2 separate regions of the Sus scrofa genome follow, and region 1 is linked to region 2. A link is a contact called in public Hi-C data. All regions are on one chromosome and are shown on one strand. The core of a region is the stretch at or near the end of the contact, and the rest is flanking DNA. Distances in the headings are between cores, read along the strand shown.

Region 1 (3,695 bases), core at 62-2,561, 34 kb before region 2:
CAATGTAGTTCACAGCCTCCCAAGCCAGACACTTGAATGCCCTCTCTGGCACTGAGGAGGGTAGAGCAGGGATGTGAGAGCCTGTGTTCACAGAGCTGGCTTGCAGTGTGTGTACAGGGGCTGGGGCCAGTCTAGAACCACAGAGTGCAACTGTCAGGAAACACCTCCAGGACCACAGCGGCATGGCCTCAGGGCCACAGCTGGGGCTTGACATACACCTCGCCACTCATTTCATAACTCAGCGCCCGCCAGTTAAGGACATTAGGACTGAAGGTCCCACCAGCATAGACAGTGCTAATCTCCTCTGGTGACAACACATAGTCCCACATGTTCACATCTCCAATGTCCCCCACCAAACACTGGTTCTTCTCATACTCCCCAGCGAATGTGTCCTGCTCCTGCCCCAGGATAATGCTTGCCTCTGCCTCCACGGAGGCTCCCTTCTCCAGGCTCTTCCTCACCTTGGGCTTCCCGTCCACCCAGAACTCTGCAATCCCAGAGGCGGACTCCCAGCTGGCACAGATGTGTGTCGGAGCTGCGGTGTTTTCAGGACTCTTGAATAATACCTCAGTCCCACGCACTCCAAGAATATATCCTCTGCCCTTAGACCAAAATATGAGGATCTCGTTAGGTTGTTTTTTGGTGGCATAAGAGAAAACGCTGTACCCACGGGTTGAGGCCAGTTCTGAGTAGATATGGAGACACACGGTAAAGGCCTTGAGTGGCTTCTTTAACTGCGCTTTCAGGGACACGTAGGAATTATCCGACTCTTGGGGAAACACAAAGGCCTTCTTATGCAAGTCTGTGAGATGGAAAACAGAAGAGAGAGGAGAAATTTCTCAAATCACAAAGATCTATTCCTTACATATAGAATTTGGGCTTGAGAAATAGACTGATTGTTCCTCAGTTATGCGCGCGCACACACACACACACACACACACACACACACACACACACACACACACACTCGTCTAGGCTGGATGTTCCTCTGACTTCACCTTCATCGTTCAGATCAAATCGCTGGCATAGCCCCAGGTAGCCCCTACCTGACTGGCCAAAAGCATTGGAGAAGCTGATCAAGACCAGGAAACACCACAACTGCTTCTCCATGTCACTCTCTGCTGCCAGTGGTAACAGAATATGGATTCACCCCCTTGGAGAAGATGCCTTTGGTTGAAAGCTCAGGGACTAGAAGTCCTAGATCCCTCCTCTCAAGACTTGCCCCATCCTGCCTGGATTTATACCCAAGGCAGTAGAAGCGTCTGTGCCACTATGTAAATGACTTCCAATTCTGCTTCTCGCAGTGTCAGGGCTCTGGGAGGAAGGGAAGCAACATAGTTCCAGAACAGAGAAATCGATGTGGGTTATTTATTACAAACTCCTGTGACTACTGAGTCACCTCTGTGACAGGAGAAATGAAGAAGCTCTCCAAGGACTCCACTTTGGCTGTCTATCCTGTGAAATAATGGAAAATCTTATCTTAGTAGAAGAATAGCCATCTGATTGCACATGATAGCTGCAACTCTAGCACCTTCTTCAGCCCAAGTCATTGGGTCATTGGGTTTTCTGGAAGAAAGCGAAGAGCCTCTGGAGCTGACCATCATGGCTCACCCTTTACAGAGGCCTCTAGTTGACAGATTGGGAAATGCTGAAAACAAACATGCCATTTTCTGAGCCAAGGACAAATTTTTCTTAGCGCATTGAATTTAATTTTTAAGAAATCTCTGGTGCAGTGAAACATGTGCTTGATCACAAATATACCATATGCCAATGTGTCTTCATATTTTCTCAATATGTCAGGGTTTAGGGAGGTGTCAGGATGATCTGACCCTGCCATTTCCTTTATTCACAAAATTCAAGTAGTTTCTCCATGATGCCTGGCAATCTTAGTACCGTTCCCTACTGAAATCACCCTTCAGGATGATTATTTTTCTCCTCCTCTCTTCTTACCCCCAAATCTCATCCATTCTTATACTCAGCATTCAAAATTTTTTTTATTTTATTTTTTTGTCTTTTGAGGGCCACACCCTCGGAGGTTCCCAGGCTAGGGACCAAATCAGAGCTGCAGCCACTGGCCACAGCCACAGCCACAGCAAATCGGGATCTGAGCTGCACCTGCAACCTACACCACAGCTCACAGAAACACTGGATCCTTAACCCACTGAGTGAGGCCAGGGATTGAACCTACATCCTCACAGATACTAGTCAGATTTGTTTCCACTGAGCCACGATGGGAACTCCCAGCATTCACTTTTTCTTTATTGAGAAATAGAAGTCATCAGAGAAGAATGACCATACCTTTTGTAGCAGGGGCTTCTAGCTCCCCAGTGTCCATTCTCCACTTCTCCTACAGTAAGAGTGGCATTGGTGGTTGGGCACATGGTCACCTAGCCAATGAATTTCCCAGCCTCCCTTGCAGCTGGGAATGAGAATGTGAGTATGTTCTGGCCAGTGAGATATGAACAGAAGTAAGAGGGATGATTTCCAGGTTGTGCCCTTTAAAGTGAAGGCATCTGCTCTACCTTCCACTTCTCCCTTCCCTTTGCCTGGTGTGAGGCATGATGATAGGAGCTAGAATATCACCTTTGACCACCGTGGGTAAGATGCACGCTGAAGCTGGCAGATAGATGGAGCCTGGATAATTGGTTCTGGAACCGCTATAACGGCTCTAGACCACCTACTCGAACATTAATTTGATCTTCCTATTATAAAGGCTAGCTGATAACCTTACACATCCTCCCACTCCAAGTGTACCAATCTTTCTGCACTTTACTCACATATTCTGCCTCCTTCCCATAACAGGGGATGAATGGTCCCTGTGTATATCTAGGGCCAACCCTTGCACTTCTGCAAAGGATCCCAGACGTTCTTGATCACTCAGGGAATTTTGCTCCTGCAGGTATTCTATCTTCTAGATCATTAAATACCTCATCTTTATTCAATTATTCCCCCCAGCAAACAAATACACTAGAATATGTTTAATCTTTAATGAGAAGAAAAAGGGAGGAAAGAAGGGGGGAAAGAGTGAAAGGAGGGAGGGATCCTAAGACTCCTCATCTCCTTCTGCTATGGTCCATTTTTGTTCTGCCCTCATTTACAGCAAAACTTCTGGAAAGCGTTATGTGTACTGACAATATCCATTTTCCCATCTCCCGTTCTCTCCTCAGTCCAAGCAAACCAGACTCTGGCCTCTGCCACTCCGGTGAAACCAATGTAAACAAAAACCTTTCTCGTGTCAAATTCGATCATTGATTTTTGGTTCAGTTTCTCAGCAACAAAACTCAATATGGTTCACAACTTCCTCTTGAACAGCTGCACAGAGCTTTTTTAAAAAGTGAAATAATTTTAAAGCCCTATGCCTAAAACAAGTGGTCCTGCCTTCCACCTCTCTCCAGCCTTGATTCTCAAGTGGAGCTGAGAGATGGCAGAGCCTCCAAGAACATTGTTTGAGTCAGTGAATCCAGTCTCATCTGACACCAGTTCCACCTCAGTTCTTCTGAAGTCTATTAGCCCAAAAACTTTCTTTTTACTTATTTTACTTGGTTTTATGACACTTACATTTGCATGACTTTTGACAAATCGCAACACCTCCCGGACACTGCCCCAAATCCAAGGCATTGTCTGTCCAAACCAATTATCACTTGCCCTGAAATGAAACATCCACTGGTATCCTTGCCACAGGAATCCTCTACCCC
Region 2 (4,044 bases), core at 1,017-3,516:
GCATCCTCTCTGATATTATGTTGGGTTCTTAACCCGCTGAGCCACAATGGGAACTCCCGTATTTCAAGTTTTGTTTCTTCTGATTATTTGGGGTGAAGGTACAAGGCAAGGTAAAGAAATTAATAAGATTTTTTTTTTCAAATGTAACCCTTTGGTAAGTGTAGCAGGTGTGATTCAGCTTTACACTAGGAGATTGTAAAGTCTGCCCTCGAGGATACCACCCTATCCTCTGTGATGCAGGAGTAATGCTATGACATGATGTGGGGCTGACCCAGAGGAAGATGCACTGTTAATCTCCAATCTCTCAGCACCACCCAACTATTGGTTTCTGTGCACAACTGTGCTGAACTGGCTTAGCCTCTCCCCATTAACATTTATAGAAGGATTTATGTACTGCAGAGATTCTGGTCCACTCTGCTTTATACAACTAATAACTCGAAAGGAAAATGCAGAGACTCATCTGGGCATTAACAAAAAAAAGAAGACAGTTGTTCCACTTATGCAACATCATGGTCAAATGATAATATGCAAAATGCACACTGGCCAAGGGGGACGGTAAGTATATGCATAGTCAGCGTGAACTCAGAAGAATGGCGAGGGGTTGTGTGGGTAAGAATGACATCCAGCTGTAGGAACACAGACCCAAATACAATGGGCAAAAGATTATGCCCCAGCATTCTGTCCCCTTTCAAGAAACCATCCCAGGAATCCCACCCAACAAGTTGTGTTTAAAGTCTCTTGGGCCAGACCTAGAGACATAACCCAACATAACTGTAAGGGAGGCTGAGAAGTGTACTCTCCTGGCTGCCTACAGCATCACCGTGAATAAAGCCAGGGCTTATTTCCAGGAAAAATGGGAAAATAGGTATTGAGCGGGCAGAAAGCAAGTGCTTTCACAACAATCTATAATCCATGTGATGTCAGTGAGCTGGCTTGTGCAAGCTCATCCGGGCACAGGGCAGGGTAGGGGTCGAATCGCTGAGATGGTGAAGGGTATGTATGGTTAGTGTGAGCTTAGTGGATCAGTGAGAAATGTAGAGTCGGGTGTGAGATTAACCATGTGGTGAGCGGTATATAATCTATGTGGGCTCAGTGAGGTGGTGAGGGGCATATACAGTTAGTGTGAGTTGAGACAGTTATAATTAGTGTTTGGGCTACACTGAGAAAATTTCACTAAAGCCTTTATAATCATTTTGCAGCTTTTTTTTTTTTTTTTTTTTTTTGGCCGTGCTGGGGGCACGCAGAGGTTCTCAGGCAGGGATGGAACCTTTGCTACAATAGCAACCAGAGCCACAGCAATGACAATGCTGAATCCTTAACCTACTGAGCCACCAGGGAACTCCCACTTTGCAGTTTTCTGGGAGCATCAATCCATAAGAACAACTCGGTAAGATCAGGGAAAGATGGGAAACACCCTGCTGTCCTCTATGGGGTGGGGGTGGGGGGGCATGGCAACCTCTCTATCTTTATAAGTGGGTTTTTTTTGTTTTTTTGGTTTTCTTTTATTTTTTCCTTTTTTAAGGCTGCACCTGCAGCATATGAGGTTCCTAGGCTAGGGGGTGAATTGGAGCGGCAGCTGCCAGCCTATACCACAGCCACAGCAACATGGGATCCCAGCCACATCTACAACCCACACCATAGCTCACAGCAATGCAAGATCTTTAACTCACTAGGCGAGACCAGGGATTGAACCTGTATCCTCACTGACACTAGTTGGTTTTGTTACTGCTCTGTGTGTGTGTGTGTGTGTGTGTGTGTGTGTGGTTTGTAATCAGGGTCTGCCTTCACTGGGACAGATGTTACATTGTTACAGATGTTACATTGACAGGTACAGGTGGCCCCTCTTGTCAGTTCCAAGCAGGATCTGCTCTGCTATTGTCCTTCTATGGCCAAGTCCCCTCGGGTTAACAGGCTTCATACATCACAGTGGGCAGGTTTACACACCTCGACCCAAAGCCAGAACTGCTAACAAATTACCTTGACATGTTGATTGCTTGCCTTATCTCACCCAGGAGGCCTCCAAAGTCCTCCTTCACATCGCCAGAAACACTTCCAATTATGGCCTTGGTTTATCAGGGACTGTTTTCTTGGTGTTCCTACTCTGCTCCCTATGACCTTGATTGTCTGAGTGATAGATATTTGAGTTGTTGCTGCATCCCTCTTAGAATGGCCCCTGCTTATCTCTGCCTCTGTTCCTACAGGATGTGTTTTATTGCCACACAGACTCTTGACTTGCGGCCGCTGTTGCATCATCCAGCACTGACTGTCACTCTAGCAACTCGAGGACACCTATAGTTGGCCTCTGTAAAGAGAGCTGTCCAGAAACAAAGTGCCAAACATAACACTGTATCAAACTTCTTGAGTTACACAATAGGAGGAAATCATTACTTAGGATTTCAAAGGACAACAGAGAATTTCAACATCAACCGGGAATTGTGCTCTGTTTTTGAGCCAATCGATGCCAGACGGATGATGGGAAAGAACAACTGACGTGTCATGGGATTGCCAAGCACCATCCCAAATCCTTCCTGAGGTCAGCAGTCCCAGCCCCACCAAACCCTACAGCTCAAAAAGCAGCTACAAGTGCAGGGTACACTGTGACCCTGAGGACATCATCTACTTTAGGAGCCACACCTAAAATTGCTAGATTTTTGGTTAGAAATGTGGTTGATAACATGCCCTTAGAATCATCATGAACTCTGGAAGAGGACATTGACTCATCAACTCATCTGTCAGAGTCAAGTATAATTTTAGAAATCAGCTTAATGTGAATTCTCAAGAACAATGATCTAAAAGCATTGATATTGGAGAGCCCATCCTATCTGAATTGGCAGGTGCTTCAACATAGCCCCAGCAAATGGTGAGGAATTCATCCTGGTTTCATTTGACCAAGAAATTATTCATGGTTATATACCCTCCGCAAATCTGCAAGACAAACTCCAGAGCTTTGTTGGGATCAAATATTAAGTTTTGCTTCCCAACCAAGGACCTTGATCTGGACTAGTTATCTTGGATGGGAAATTCTCCTTCTTTAATAATCTCCTATTGAGATAAGTTGGGATTTCACATAGGTAATGTTACTGCAAAAATCTAGGCTCTGTGGGGAAAGTGACTTTTGTTCACTCTTAGAATGAGGAAGAAGCAGTAGAAATGATCACCCATGAACTCTCCAGCAAATATCCTGCATCACAGGAACATGCCTGGTCTTCTTTGGAGAGGTGGACTGACCCCAATTTCAGGACACCACAGGAACTCAATAAAACTTGGAACATTATGTTACAATTTATGAAGGCATAGCTAACTCAGCAACTGGAAGGAATAACAATTATTGCCCGTTGATTATAAAAGCTTTTTTCTGTTCAGGCATTCTTTGAACTCTTATGTCAAAGCAACCCCATGATCAATAAGACCCTGAGAATCTTACCAGATGCTGGATGATGGCATGAAATTGACAACTCTTTCCACAGTTCTCTTGTTTAATTGGGTGCTCAATGAGATGGACTGTATTGGATCAGGATTGGTCCTGATGAGGATTATCATGTTCCAGAGCCAAGCTGGGAAGACAGACAGAAAATAAATCTAAAAATCACAGGTAGGGGACTGGGGATGGGAATAGCCAATAAACAGGGCACAAGCCAAATGAATAGTCAGGAATTAGACGCCTATCAGGAGTCCAGATTAAGCATGTAGGTTAAAAACCAAGCCAGCAGTTAGGAATCAGGAAACCCACAAGCAGCACTAGAGTCAGGAAATACAAGTCAAAGGGCCAGAAACCAAGTAAAAAGTTATGACAGCTCAGAGTTCCCTGTGGCTCAGCAGGCTAAGGATCTAGCATTGTCAGTGTTGTGGCTTGGGTTTGATCGCTGGCCTTGGAACTTCCACATACCCCGGGTGCAGCCAAAACAAAGAGTTCCGACAGCAGTTAAGAGCACATACCCCGGGTGCAGCCAAAACAAAGAGTTCCGACAGCAGTCACAGTGGCTACCCCAGTTCTGTGAGGGCAATCCATGATGCTCTGGGTTGTATAAGCGGAAGCAGAATAAA

What was found. A called contact is a pair of places that touch in the nucleus more often than the background predicts.
Region 1: a contact with region 2 is called in a Hi-C map of liver, with 2.8 times the contacts expected there. The contact joins the promoter of CRP here to the enhancer-like site in region 2. A contact is called at or near these places in 1 of 5 promoter capture datasets (liver), 5 of 47 Hi-C or Micro-C datasets (liver and skeletal muscle) and 1 of 2 datasets of contacts at active chromatin or transcription factors (skeletal muscle).

What each region holds. Positions count from the first base shown.
Region 1 is chr4:90,780,357-90,784,051 of Sscrofa11.1, reverse strand. It overlaps CRP (C-reactive protein, pentraxin-related), which reads right to left and starts at 1,311. Exons shown (of 2, transcript XM_003355107.4): 1 at 1,047-1,311; 2 at 1-802. The coding sequence starts at 1,110. The coding sequence ends at 189.
Region 2 is chr4:90,747,068-90,751,111 of Sscrofa11.1, reverse strand. LOC110260311 (a long non-coding RNA gene) reads right to left here. Exons shown (of 4, transcript XR_002343382.1): 3 at 3,425-3,554. Among named protein-coding and RNA genes, the nearest start is that of DUSP23, 26 kb to the right of the region's middle. Within about 2 kb of position 2,266, at least 8 of the 83 cell types and tissues checked have an H3K27ac peak or open chromatin away from gene starts, as enhancers often do. A contact at or near this core is called in liver, where this site is marked.